Linked DNA regions of Mus musculus: region 1 is linked to region 2. Evidence: chromatin contacts called from public Hi-C data. All regions are on one chromosome and are shown on one strand. The core of a region is the stretch at or near the end of the contact, and the rest is flanking DNA. Distances in the headings are between cores, read along the strand shown.

Region 1 (7,008 bases), core at 3,282-5,781, 120 kb before region 2:
ACACACACACACCAAAACAAAAACCATGCATAGCAAATGAATCAATGATGCTGTAATTCTCTCAATAGATTGCACGTCTGTGATTTCTTTCTCCATTTGAGTTGCACTGAGCTCTCAACTGTGACAAATAAAAGCAGCCAAAGATAATTCTCGTTTTTAAAATATCCTAATAGTATTTGGATTAAGCTAACAAAATCACATGCTTAAAAATTAGCTGCGGGCTTGAAAATGTGTAAATACAAGTAATATTGAAATATTTAAAAATTGGTTTACAGATTCCTTAAAATGGTAAGAGAAATCTGTTACATATCGTTGGAAAGACATAAAACTTTTGCAAATTCCTAGTTTAACTGGAAAAGAAAACCAAATACCATTTGTTGTAGACTATCGCCACCTTGTGGGCTAAGCAAGAGGTACTGAAGCTGGTGACCCTTTTAAGGTGGAATTTTTTTTCTAATATAAAATTCCTTTTTCTAATAAAATAAAATTAATAATTGTAAAAAGAACATAAGTCACAAGTCTGATAATATATTTACTTACCAAAGATTTATATTAAAATACCAAGAGATATTTTATTAAAAATTATGACTGTGGTAGTTTATTTCTGAGATCCCCAGTTTCATACTGAATCATCTTGAACAAGTTAATGAGCCACTTTAAGGCTCCCCTCTGCTATATTTTTCAGGAAAATAAATTAGAAAGATTATACTTCTCTCAGATCTTCCAGTGTACAAATTTGGGGTTGGTAGATACCCTATGTCCAAATGGAATTAATAATTTTTCAGACTTTGATGTTTATTAAACTCACAACCTGCTTAAAATGGATGTTTTCTTTCTGAAATCTCCATTTAGATAAAAAATATTCATTGCTCCAGCGTTGACATTTGTTCCTATGTACTCCAAAGGGAGACTAACGCCAGACGGCTTTTGCATTTCTAATTGGCAGAGCATGTAGTAGGAGTTACAAATCAAAAGCCTTCCATGCTTATGAAATGTGCTCATTAGCTGTTACTGTAGGTGATATTTACACTCAAAGAATCCTAATAGCGCCTCCATATTACCAGACTTCCTCACCTCCATGGCTGCCTGGAGAGTGCTCTCTTTGATAAAGACTTCACGAGAATTATTCTGTGTCTTTAACCTGTGGATCCTTGAGACACGCAAACATGGAAGAAACTCATTGACGTTCACAGTTGATACCCACTTCTTTTACTTCAAACTCTACTTTTTTTTTTTCCCTCCCTTGGGGACTCAGTGTGTAAAAAAAAAAAAAAAAAAAAAAAAAAAAAAACAAGTCTTCTTTTATAAGCTTGAATTTTGTATTTTGAGATGAATGAGTTCAGGTCATCTCAGTAAGTTCCCAAATAAATAACTTCTTGAAGTCTTCCTCTTAAGACGCGTTAAGCTGGTGTTTCTGCAAGCTCATCTATGAAGAAATACACTCTATAGGAAGAAAACCAGAAGTACAAGGGACAGATGTTAGCAGAGCATAGGGATTTCGAGTTGCCGACACAAATCCAGGAGCAAGGGTTTTATAAGTGTAACACTATGCAAGTTACTACAACAACCCAGTGTTTCACCATTGTCTCTCTGGTCAGTAAATGGAACCCCTAAGATCTTGCTTTTTCATTCAGATATTTTCTTTCAATTTACATTTTGCTTATACAGATGGGTATGTGTTATAGGCTTGTGTGCCAAACACACAATGCTGATCTTAATTGTTTTAAAAGTGGATTAGAGACTCTTCTGAATGTGCACTATTTTTTTTTCAGTTTAGTAATTGGCAACTCCAATACTCATGTCTCTGTTGAAGCGATTAAAAAAGAATCATTTCCCAGAACTACAGGTGCACAACAGATTGGAGCCATTATGCAAAAGAACAGAAATCTGGAGAGAAACCCAGAGAATATAAAAGCCATGTTCCTGGCAACCCTTTCCCCTTTAACTCAGTGCCTTTTTTTTTCCAGCTCTATTTGGATACAGAACATGAAATATGAAAAAATTATAATGGATTTGAAGTAACCCATTTGAGATTCGAAATGTACTCCCAAATGAAAATCTCTTTCAATAAGAGCACACGAGAGGCAGAAATGGGCTCACAGCCAAGCTTGCAACTTTAAAAGGTAAAGTCGCCTGCCATGGGAGAGTGGAGAGACTGAAATATACTACACTTTGATTTGAAAATTACATATGTTTCTGGTGGTCCTGCAACTCTTCCTTCCTGCCTCAATTGAAGGAGATCACACATACATTATGGATCTAGTAAGACTTTCATCCCTTGTCCACCTCAAGCATCTTTCATCTCCCTTGCCCACCGGCTTTTATGTTCTACATTCTAAGCAAGGAAGTAAAGGCACGGGTGAATCTGCCCTTGTTTGTATTTGTTCTCACAAGTATCTAACCTTGCTGGTTAGCAAGTGAGAGAGAACAGAGGGGAAAGGAAGCCACACAAACAGGAAAGATTAAAAAAAAAAAAAAAAGTCAGGCAGCATAACAGAAAATGGAAATGCTTCTCAAATAAAGTGGGTCGACCGACCAGGAATGTGGGCTTCGGGAAAGCCCACTTGTGAATCAGGTTCTTAAACAAAAAAGAAAGAGGCCGGACACCCCACAAATGAATGGGCTCCGCTCCTAACTGTGGATGTCAGTGAGAGCTGAAGAAGAGCTGAAGAAAGATGAAGAAACAGAAAGGAAGGAAGACGAACAACATCAAAGTTCCCTGGTGGAAGAGCAAGGTTGCTTGATGTGTTTAGTTCAGCTATCAGTGTGATTTTAAGAAACCAAAATTTGAGAGCGGACTCCTCGGATGAGTGCAATCACCAGGAAGTTGTTAAGAGCTTGGAGGTTGGAGGTTGGGGTAGTCTTGTTTCTCCCAGTCACTCCTCCTCCTCCTCCTCCTCCTCCTCCTCCTCCTCCTCCTCCTCGTCCTCCTCCTTCTTCTTCTTTTAATTCGATATTCCCTGGTGTGGGAAACAAAGTTTTTGTTTGTTTTCATGAAGACTATCTAGAACCCTGGGAAAGTGTCTGCCAGAAACCTTTGGAAGATTGCAAGGGACTGTCTGAGGCCCACAAATTTAGGAAGATCTGGGGAGGAGCAAAGGATTAACCAAGAGCCAACCGGAGCAGCAGTTGGGGGTGGGGCAGCAAGTCGGGAGCCCAGAACTGGGCAGGGCAGGGAGCAAGAGCTAGCTGGTGTGAGCGCGCGGGTCTGCCTGAGGACTTGGGCTGTGGTTCTCAAGCTTGTCCTAATGCCTTTCCGCCAGTGAGAGCATTGTGAACTATTTCCTTCCTCTGGGTCACAGAACCCCTCCCTCTTTCTCAGTTCAGGAGCCTCTCTCGACTTTTTCTTAGGGGCCGGGGTTGGAAGGGCTCAGCTTTTGTGACTTTCGTAACGCGGATGCTGCCTTTCCCTTCCCGGTAGGAAGCGGGGAGGGGGGGGGAGGGGAACTCGGTTTCCTTCCACCCCATCACCCAACCCTCCTTCCCCCCACACCGTTCCCCCCCGCCGCCGCTTTGGACTTGATACTGAAGTGGGGAATCTTAGATGCATCTGTCCGCCTGGCCTGCGGCCTGCAGCAGCTGCTGTTAAGATTTTGGAAGAACGCAGACTAGAAGGGAGTTGCTTCTCCAATGAAGAAGAGAAAGCAGAAATCCCTTTTTTTTTTTTTTTTTTTTTTTTTTTTGTCTCTAGGGAACTAAAGCTGGTTCCAGATAGACTATTCTGGAAAAAGCCAAGATACACACACACACACACACACACACACACACACACACATCGCCCCACCCCCACCCCCCACCCCAGAGGTCTCTAGGTAGGACTTGAGGAAACTGTTAAGGTCGTTCCACGTGGATTTTTAGAATCCAGAGTTGGAGAGGTGCTCTATGAACCACCACCACCACCACCACACACACACACACACACACACTCTCTCTCTCTCTCTCTCTCTCTCTCTCTTCCTCTCTCTTTCTTTTCTCTTCCTGAGAAGCGCAGAATCAACACTTTGCCCAAGAAAAGCTGGGGTAAAGAGAAGGACGCTTTAGCCATGGTGCCCATGGAAACGTAGACGAGACGGAAAAGTAGGGTGCTTTTTAAGAAAAGGCAGCTGTAGCTAATAGCCCACTTTGGGGCAGAAGAGGCTCTGACTAGGGGAGAAAAGGAATGTTGAGGAATCTTTTCAATTCGACCCTCTTTCTTGGAAACTGCAGCCCAGCCGGGGCACAGGAAGGGCGACAGGAAGCAGGGTGGTCCGGGAATCAGCAGCCGAGAGATGAAGTTAAAGGTTCACTCTTTTCCCCAGAGCAGCCAGCGCTGTACAAAGTGCTGGTCCCAGCGCTGTTTCGGCGTCTTACACCCCCAGAGTGACGAGCTGTGGCGTGAGGCCAGGGCGGAGGCTGCCCCCTCCCCCTTCAGGCCCCGAGGCGCAGAGCTCGGTTTAGCACCGACTGAGCTCAGGGGGCGGTGTCGCAGTGTTGGGGGAAGGAGGGGCTCCTATGTGGCTATAAAGGGGCGGCCGGGGCTGCCTGGTCCTTGCACTCGCTAGAAAGCAGCTCCGAGCTAGGTGCTATCGCAAGGCCAGAGCGCACAGCCCGGCGGAGAGAGCAGATCCTTGCTCAGATCGAGTCAAATCGGGGCCAAGGCGGAGGACGAAGAGTCCAGGCTCCTATTCTGGACTTGTTCCCCAGCTCCGGGGGCGCTTCTAGGTCCTGCAGCAGCCAGCAGTGCGGAGCCACCAACTCGGTGCTGGAATGAAAAAATTCCCGCGCGCCAGTGCAGAATCTTTCTAAGTGACCCGGAGCTTCGGGTGCTAGCTCTGCACGAACTTTCCCATCAAAGTGATCGTGAATTTTAAGCATCAGGAGCAGGCCAGCGAAGCTCTACGCGTCTAAACGTCTATCCAGACCAAGAGTTCTCTGCGGTGCAGGGTGCGGTGCCATGCAGCCAAAAGTCCCTTTGGGGTCACGCAAGCAGAAGCCCTGCTCCGACATGGGGGACGTCCAGCGGGCAGCGAGATCTCGGGGCTCTCTGTCCGCACACATGCTGTTGCTGCTCCTCGCTTCCATAACAATGCTGCTATGTGCGCGGGGCGCACACGGGCGCCCCACGGAGGAAGATGAGGAGCTGGTCCTGCCCTCGCTGGAGCGCGCCCCGGGCCACGATTCCACCACCACACGCCTTCGTCTGGACGCCTTTGGCCAGCAGCTACATCTGAAGTTGCAGCCGGACAGCGGTTTCTTGGCGCCTGGCTTCACCCTGCAGACTGTGGGGCGCAGTCCCGGGTCCGAGGCACAACATCTGGACCCCACCGGGGACCTGGCTCACTGCTTCTACTCTGGCACGGTGAACGGTGATCCCGGCTCTGCCGCAGCCCTCAGCCTCTGTGAAGGTGTGCGTGGTGCCTTCTACCTACAAGGAGAGGAGTTCTTCATTCAGCCAGCGCCTGGAGTGGCCACCGAGCGCCTGGCCCCTGCCGTGCCCGAGGAGGAGTCATCCGCACGGCCGCAGTTCCACATCCTGAGGCGAAGGCGGCGGGGCAGTGGCGGCGCCAAGTGCGGCGTCATGGACGACGAGACCCTGCCAACCAGCGACTCGCGACCCGAGAGCCAGAACACCCGGAACCAGTGGCCTGTGCGGGACCCCACGCCTCAGGACGCGGGAAAGCCATCAGGTATAAGAGTGACCCCCATCTCTCAGTCTTTACGAGGCGTGACTTGGGGTCACACTCCAGATCGCCTCTAAATGCGAATGACTCAGACTTGCAGTGAATTGAAGTTCTGGGTCGTGACCTTCCCGCTCCCCCCCCCAAAAAAAGTGTGACCATACTCTGCTAGAACACTTATTTGCCCGAATAGTTAATAATTTGAGAAAGAGAGAAAGAATCGGAGGTCCTGTAGATAAGGGCTAAGCGTTTCCTCCGCGAAGCCAATAACCCGACTCCTTACACTGAAGAATCTCTCTCCATCCCTTTAATGCCTTTAGTGAATGTATGAGTTCACTTTAACTAGGTTGTAGTTTCGCGCTGAGTTTTGTAACGTCAGTCCGTGTGAGCACGTAGCGCTCAAAGGAGGGCGGAGTAGAGGAGCCATGGTGACCTGGATGTGCGTTCAGGAGCCTGGGCAACGGCAGTGGTGATCTCATTTCTGTGGCCTTCCGTCTGTCCCCTTCCCCCATTTGAAAAGCTGACCCCGATGGCTGGTGGCTCCGTTGGGCCCCTCTGCAGAACCTGCTTGGGAGGTCTTTGCTTGGCTCGCCCCGCCTCCACGCGCCTCCTACCTCGGCCTCGTTGCTCGCACTCCCTCTCCCGGCAGAGGTTGGACTCCCCAGCGCTGAGGAATGTTAGCCTGGACTGATCCTCCCTGCTACACATTCGCCTGACTCTGCCGTGTTCAGTCCCTACCAGCCAGTTAGTTCTTTTTAATCATTCAAATTTCTTTTTGCCCTTTTCTAGATTTCTCCCTCTTTTCCGACTTGTCCCTAGGAGCTGGTATTCATATCCTACTTTACGATTTCTCTGACCGCTGAGTCTCAGCAGCCCGAAAAAGGCCATTTTCCAAATTGGCAACCCTGGTTTGAGAAAGGAACTTATTCCCCCCGGGGCACTGGGAGTGAGAGGAGGCAGGAACACACTGCTGGGCAGAGTGGGTGGTCCTAGTGCCCGGAACTGGATCAAGCAGAGAACCCCCTGGGACCCCTTGAATGAGAGAGCTGAGCCTTACAGACTGAGACTCCTCAAGCCCCACCCCTTGGCTGAGGCTCCCCGCCCTGCCCCATGCCTTCCACGTGGAGCTGGATGATCTCATTCGGGATTTCAGCCCTGGCTTCAATAGTGAAAGGGTGACTCAGGGCGCTCCGCCTGCTTCTCTTGCCAAGTTTTTACTACAGCTGGGTAGAAATGATAGCCATACTGCCTCACTCAGGCTGTGGAGTCTTCAAAGACCACAAAAGAAATCCTGCGGACACATATATAGACAGTTTGATCACTCTGTTGCTTTTTTTGTTTTGTTTTGTTT
Region 2 (7,240 bases), core at 1,492-3,991:
TATGCCCCAGTACAGGGGAATCCCAGGGCCAAAAAGGGGGAGTGGGTGGGCAGGGGAGTGGGGGTGGGTGGATATGGGGGACTTTTGGTATAGCATTGGAAATGTAAATGAGTTAAATACCTAATAAAAAATGGAAAAAAAAAAAAAAAGACATGTGCCAGGGCCGTGAAAGACTTTTATTCCACCCTGTTCAGTGCAGTGAACCCTGGGCTGCACTGCTGTTAGCCATTGCCTTCGTTACCACTGAAAATTAAGCAACTGCTTGTGTCCAGGTTCTTTTATGCCAAGATGTGACCCCAAATAAACAACCCTTCCCTTCCCACATGAAAAGCAGTTCCAGATGGATTCTGAACAGTACTAATGGTGCAAGAGTCAGCCAACAGCGTCCCTGGGGAGAACCTATGCTTGTTTGTCTTTTGTGGAAACCATACACCAGCATGGATGAGCTCCTTACAGATAAAATAGGAATTTCCCCAAATTTGCTGTGAATTCAGCTTGAATGAATATGGGTGGGTTTCCTTAGCTGCTGGAACAAATGGTGATAATTCTGTGAGGTAAAAGAATGAAAATTTACTTCTTGCTGCACTAAGGATCAAAAGTTCAAACTCCATCCCAGGGCTGGTTCTTCTAGAAGGTTCTGGGGAGGAATTTGCTTCGTTGCCATCTTCACCTTTCAGTGAGCGCCCGCATTCCTTAGCTGGTGTCTGCTCTCACATTGCCACAGCCTTGCCTCCTTCCACGAACTTCTGACTGCCTGTTTTCACTCGGGGTCTTTTAAAGATCCTTGACATTATACTCAGTCCATCAGAATTGCTCAAAATACCCTTCCACATAAAAAACCTTAACTTATTCATACCTGAAAACCTCCTTTGTCACAGGTAACATTCGGAAAAAATAGGATTGAGTATCTATGTGGAACATATCTCTCCCTCTCTATCCCTGTCTCCTCCCTTTCCCCAACTTCACACACTCACACACACACACACACTCTCTCTCTCTCTCTCTCTCTCTCACACACACACACACACACACACACACACACACACAGAATATATACACTGACAAATAATTTTTACTTCTTTTTTCCATGTCAAATGTAAGTGTTAATATTATAACAGATACCAAAGAGCTCTCAGGTTTTCACCATTAAGACCTACATATTCAGAGAATTAAGAAATCATTTTAGCTTTGCTAATTACGATGAAACATTTCTAAAGTGTCTATAATAAAGGCCTCATGAATATTATCTAAATTTCATTCCAGCAACATACCAGGCAGACCGTGTAGCTGTTAGGAATTTTTGTGATAACAAGTACATTGTCAAGTACAAGCTTCCACAATAAAAGAAGGTGACTAGGTAACATGTTCTAAGTAACTCTGATTGGCTGATAACTTTTGAGAGGGAAGAAAATGCGAATGAGCATCTAATTCTCCACTTGAGATTGAGTTGCCAAGTTGCAAAGATGTAGATAATAAATATTGTTGACTCCTAGCTAGCATAATAATGTAAAGGAATACAGCATTTTCATAACTGGCATACCATTTCAATGTGTTTCTATGTCCATCATTTTAAAATCTCACTTAAAGCCTAACAGACATTACCAGAAGTGCACGTTACACACACATACACATTTATAGCATTTAATTGAATACTAGTGTAGCTGTGACTTTTCTCATTGCTATGATCAAGCCTCAGACTGGATTCATCTGAATGGAGGAAAGGTTTATGTTCGCCTGGGTGTCACGGGAGTGAGGTGGTGGACAGAAAGGAGAGTCTGTCTGGGACCCCAGCCTAAACTCAGGGTGGGTCTGCCCACCTCAGTCAACTCAGTCTAGAAACTCCCTCACCAAGGTGTCCAGTGATTTGTGTCTGCAGCAGTTCTGAGTCCTGTCAAGCTGACTGGCCATCAATACTAGCTATCCCACCAGTTGCTAAACATTTTGGCACAAATTATGATCCATTAGTTCCCAAGAAAAATAGAACACTGTTTCACTGAAACTCTGACCATGACTGAATAATTTTCCCTGTTTTAACTCTTGGGATTTTTGTCTTATTCTTTCTGCCACTGTTTACAATATTAGATCAGTTTTGCCTATAGTGCTAAGATCTAAGGACAGCTAAAGAACTTCTACATGTGTCTAAGAGGGTTTATCTCACATTTTTGCTAAGCACCACTTAACTAGTTATTGAAATGCTCTTTAATTTTACCACTAATTCTTATCTAGCTATTTGAAATGTCAATATTAAGGAGGCTTCCCCAAAACAATATTGTTACACTTTTTGGAAACATCTATTGCTTACATTATGATTAATGAGAGAGAGAGAGAGAGAGAGAGAGAGAGAGAGAGAGAGAGAGAGATAACACACATATGCAAATGATATCCTTCAGCAGGCTTGTGGTTGTATATATTTCCAAAGATTCATTTCCTGTGCCTCTATCACTTGCTCTAAAGATAAGAACATCCCCATCTAAAAACCGTCACTCTTTCTTCTCAGGCGTCCGTCCTCCGAGGGTCTCTGCCTACGAAATCTTCTCTGGCAATCATCATCGCCCAGCCTGCAGATCAGGTTTCCTTGCTTCTCCCTTTCTGTTCCTCTTGCCTTTGCTGGCTGTGTCACAACTCTGTGGGTGGTCTGCTGTCATCACACTGTGCACCTGTCCCAATTAGCAAGCCTGAGCTGTTGCCAACACAGCAGGCTGAGTGCTGCTAAGCTGCCCCGTGGTGTGACCTCATGGCTCACCAGGCAGCATCTGGATGGTAGGTGCTGTCTAGACACCCGTTGGCTGGGACTGCGTGGTAGGCGAAGGGTATGGAGCCGGAGGTTTCTCACAGCATGGTTCAAGGTCAGAAAAGCACTCATGAGAAAATTAACATCTGGGACCAACTTACCCATCTCTGTCCTCTGGGAGCATCATGGGACCTGACACATACCAGCCTCAGATATTTGTTGAAATGTGTGTAGCAACTCTGCTTTTCCTTTGTGATCACAAAATCTAGAGTAATGTTGAGTCCAAGTACAGGACAACTCATGGGAGAAGAATTCTGGATTCCAATCTTCCTCTGCTGTATTTCAGCTTTGTGACAATGACTGTGTTTGTGGCGACCCTTTGCCCCAGTTTCATACTCTGTTTGCCCATCAGTGGCCTTGTTAGTGTGACCGGGATTCTTATTTAAAAAACAAAGGAAGAAAGGAAGGAAGGAAGGAAGGAAGGAAGGAAGAAAGAAAGAAAGAAAGAAAGAAAGAAAGAAAGAAAGAAAGAAAGAAAGAGAGAAAGAAAGAGAGAGAGAGAGAAAGGAAGAGAGAAAGGAAGAAAGCAAGCAAGCAAGCAGTGGCTTTGAAAAGTACTTAACATATAACTAAGAGACAAGTTTAAAGCTCAGAAATCACTGCAGTTTTGTTTGTTTTTGAGACAGAAACTCTCGTGGCCCAGAATGGCCACTCGAAATCCCTGGGTAACTAACGATGGCTTCAAACCTGTGATTCTTCTGTAACTAGCTCCCATGGGCTGGGATTACAGGCCTGAGCCATAATAGACTGTGTGGTTCTAGAGACAGAACCAGATCTCATCCATGCTGGGCAAGTTCCCTATGAACTGAGAAACATTCCAGCCTCATACCGTAATGTTTTTTTTAAAATCACAGTTCATTTCATCTGTAATCTTCTACTCAGCCTACCCACTTTGATAATTTTCCCACTCCTGTGCTTTTTAAATAGGACACCTATTTAACAACATTGCCAGTGAGCAATCAGAGTTAGTCAAAAGCGCTTCTTTACCTTCCTGTACTCCAGATCTTAAACTGGCCTCAGTAATGTCTTTGCAAAGACAGAGACTCCCAGCAACATTCTTGGGACCTTCATAAAGAGAGAGGAGAGGTGAGAGAATGTCCTAAGTCTTCCCTCCAAGCCTCAGCCATAAGTTTTTGATACACAGGTGCTAAGGAACCAGGCACCTCAACCTTGAGTTGTTGTCAGAAAACAATAAAGTGAGAAATGGAAACAGGAATCACTTTGACACAAGCATTCCCTAGGACTGAATGTTATTCTGGGTTTTATGTCTGCAGGTTTTATACAGCAAGGTGGGCTGTTCTCAGAGAGAGAGAAGGATACAGAGATGGCCTGTCCTTAGGGAGAGAGAGAGAGAGAAGGATACAGAGATGGCCTGTCCTTAGAGAGAGAGAGAGAGAGAGAGAGAGAGAGAGAGAAGGGAAGAAGGCAAGGGGGAACCTGCTGGAAGAAACCTTGACACATCCCAATGACTGGCTCAAGAGAAATTGAGTGAGATTGGAATTCTGCCATTGGTTCATTCATGGCTCTTAGCCAGAGGCTGAAGATCTCTCCCGAGGGGTTGATGGAGCCTCCTTTCTGCATTTATCATGACAAGTGATCATGAGGAAGGAGCCTCTGAAGGAACAGTTAAATGAGTTGTTTTCCTGTATTCAAGCACATCTCTACACACACACACATACACACACACACACACACACACACACACACACACAGAGACAGAGAGACAGAGACAGGGAGATAGAGAGATAGACACAGAGACAGAGAGATCTGTTTTTGTTTACTATTTGCACAGGAGTTTGGTTTTAATATATTAATCAATCATGAAAAAAAAACCCTCAGGAAAAGTTTATGAGCAAGAGGGAAATCCGTTGGCCTCCTGTCTTGTACATCTACATTGTATTTAACCAGATGGTTTCATGACATTTGCTGAGTCCAGCATAGTACAAAGTATAGCTTCATCAAACCCTGTAGCATGCTGTCTTGGTGGATCCATATCCAGATGATGGATAATTTCACCAACTGACAACTGTACTGCTTTCTGGTATGGAAGTGAAAAGGAGAAATTTACACTATCATTTATAAGTTAAATGAACTTCCTTGTGTAACCACTAGATGGCACTTTTAACCCACAATCAGCTACCACTAAAACTGATACTTTATTTTTATTCAAACATTCTTACTATTTGAGAAAGGATGGAATATAAGAGAATATTATGTTTCTTTAAAAAATATTAATTGTAAGTAAAATCTACCAAAGTATAGTTGAGTGTGACTTTTTAAAACATGAGCTTCATTTTAAAAAACAACTTAATGGCCAAACTGTGATCCTAGACTATTTAATGCACCAAACAAAAGATTTATGTAAGCCTACATTTTGAAATACACCAACATGTGAAATGCGGCAGCTGCAAATGAAGCAGGAAGTCTAGATTTTTCCTATTGTACTCCACTTGACTGCTAAAAAGCAGAATTCATATGTCTCCTTGGGCCTATGTTTTCACAATTTTTTGGAAACTCAAACTCAGTCTCGTGATGACTTCATTCGCTTAAATAATGTTTTTAAATTGTAGTTTACACAAAGCAGAAAACAACTTCCCAACCAAAGGTTTATAAAAAAAGGTCTATGTTGGACCCGTGCTGATGCTGATGACTTGAAAACAAATGATAATGTACGCTGAGCAATCTCAATGCGATGAGCACCGGCTGACTAGTCTCCCACACATGAGGAGAGATGATTAGGAAGAAGTGTGTGTTTCCACAAAAAGTAACGGCAGCGCTGACAATGTGGGTCAGCGCTCAGTTACAGGAAGATCGTAATAACCTCAAATGTAGTTCCCAGTCCCGGGAACACAGAACACTGGCTCCGGGGACCACAATTTGCAAGATGCAGCCAATCATATTGGCTATCTCCTGACGAAATCTAATCACTATTACTATCAAGAATGTCCCAGGAAGAGCGCATTTCATCTTCAACAGGCTTTGCAAGAAGGGTCAGGGAAAGCGAGGAGTAACCCTTCTCAAAAAGCCTGTTGAAGATGAGACATCTTCCCATCTCCCAAACATAGCACTTACATATCTCTGCTTTCATCTTGCCCTTCAGGAGAACTGGGATTCTCTGGGAATTGGCAGCCTTAGCTACAGCTACGTAGAGCATCAGACCACAAAGTGTCTGCTTCGCAATGAGGTGGAGGCAAAAGGAAAGCAAAGGAAGAAGAGCTCATGAAACCAGCCAGGACTTTCCAAGCTCTGAAGACCAGGGCACGTGCAGGTTCTCTGATGCCACCTAGTGCTCAAAGCTATATCAGATCGTTGTAGCACTGGTTCCCAAGTAACCCCCAGGAACGCTAGCCTCGATCTCATCCAATGGGTCCGGTAAAACAGATAGCCATTTCCTGTGTGACAGATGGAACCATAGGCATCTAACAGAAAAGACAGTTTGTGGGAGAAGAATGTGCCGACAGCGCTTGAGTTTACATGTGTTTTCCACAAGGCCTTTGTAGAACAAACAGCCCACTTTATCACCAGCACCGCCTTCCTTGCTGTATCATAATCGCACGGAAAGGAACATTTCGAAGACTTGGGTCTTTAATACGCTCATCTTTTATAGCTTTAAAATCATATAATGGTGGTGTCATTTTCTCGGAGCTCCCTGATGGAGCCCTGGCAGGTCCTAAAAAGCTTTGCAAAGTCAGTCTCCAGGTTGTTGGCACCATGGGAGAAATGCCCTTCTCAACCCCAGGAGAACAGTGGAAAACAAGAGCACACAAACAAGTCTTTTCCCTTCTCATGTTTGACTTCAGCTCTCTGAATTAGTTTTTCGGGTTGCAGGGAAGAAGCACCATGAACATGGTGGCTTAAAGCTCCAGATGGAGCCCAAAGACACAGTGAAGAATCAAAATGTCTACATAATCCCAATCCCTTGGTGCCTGGCCTCTGCCAGCTCTGGGGGACTGTCACTCCTCTGTCCTCTGGCATGCAGCTACATCATTCCTGTCATGCCTGTGTGCACGATGCCACTCTATCTACATTTCTGTTTTCACATGGTTTTCCCTCTTATAAGGATCACCAAAATTAAGTATATATAGTGTTCTTGTTCTCGCGTGATTGTATATGTGAATACCCTATTCCCAAAGGTTACTGTCTCAGGGACAAAGAGACAGATATCAACATATCTCCATAGAGACCACAGTTCACCACCCTTCCATCATCCTAGGTGTTTGGCTAAGAAGAATCTAAGACAAAAGGAAAAATCTGACAAAATCAGAGTTTCATAACAATGCATTATATCAATTCTCAAAGCGATTTAGCACCACTTTACTGACTTCCTTCTCTAAAGATGTCTCTGAGACACACAGACCCATACGGTTATCCACATAGGTACCCCACGCTTGCCAGCCAAGAAGCCTATAAGACATAATCTAGCCAAGAATTCCTCACAAAGTAAGGAAT

Evidence for each region. A called contact is a pair of places that touch in the nucleus more often than the background predicts.
Region 1: a contact with region 2 is called in a Hi-C map of cerebellum, with 2.8 times the contacts expected there. The contact joins the promoter of Adamts1 here to the enhancer-like site in region 2. A contact is called at or near these places in 2 of 39 promoter capture datasets (the 3T3-L1 cell line and 3T3-L1-derived adipocytes), 29 of 484 Hi-C or Micro-C datasets (3T3-L1-derived adipocytes, the AtT-20 cell line, the C2C12 cell line and 20 more) and 1 of 115 datasets of contacts at active chromatin or transcription factors (embryonic stem cells).

Annotation. Positions count from the first base shown.
Region 1 is chr16:85,800,636-85,807,643 of GRCm38.p6, reverse strand. Adamts1 (a disintegrin-like and metallopeptidase (reprolysin type) with thrombospondin type 1 motif, 1) reads left to right here and starts at 4,531. Exons shown (of 9, transcript NM_009621.5): 1 at 4,531-5,666. The coding sequence starts at 4,934.
Region 2 is chr16:85,676,057-85,683,296 of GRCm38.p6, reverse strand. No RefSeq gene overlaps it. Among named protein-coding and RNA genes, the nearest start is that of Gm52244, 120 kb to the right of the region's middle. Within about 2 kb of position 2,741, at least 26 of the 459 cell types and tissues checked have an H3K27ac peak or open chromatin away from gene starts, as enhancers often do. A contact at or near this core is called in the AtT-20 cell line, cerebellum and muscle stem cells, where this site is marked.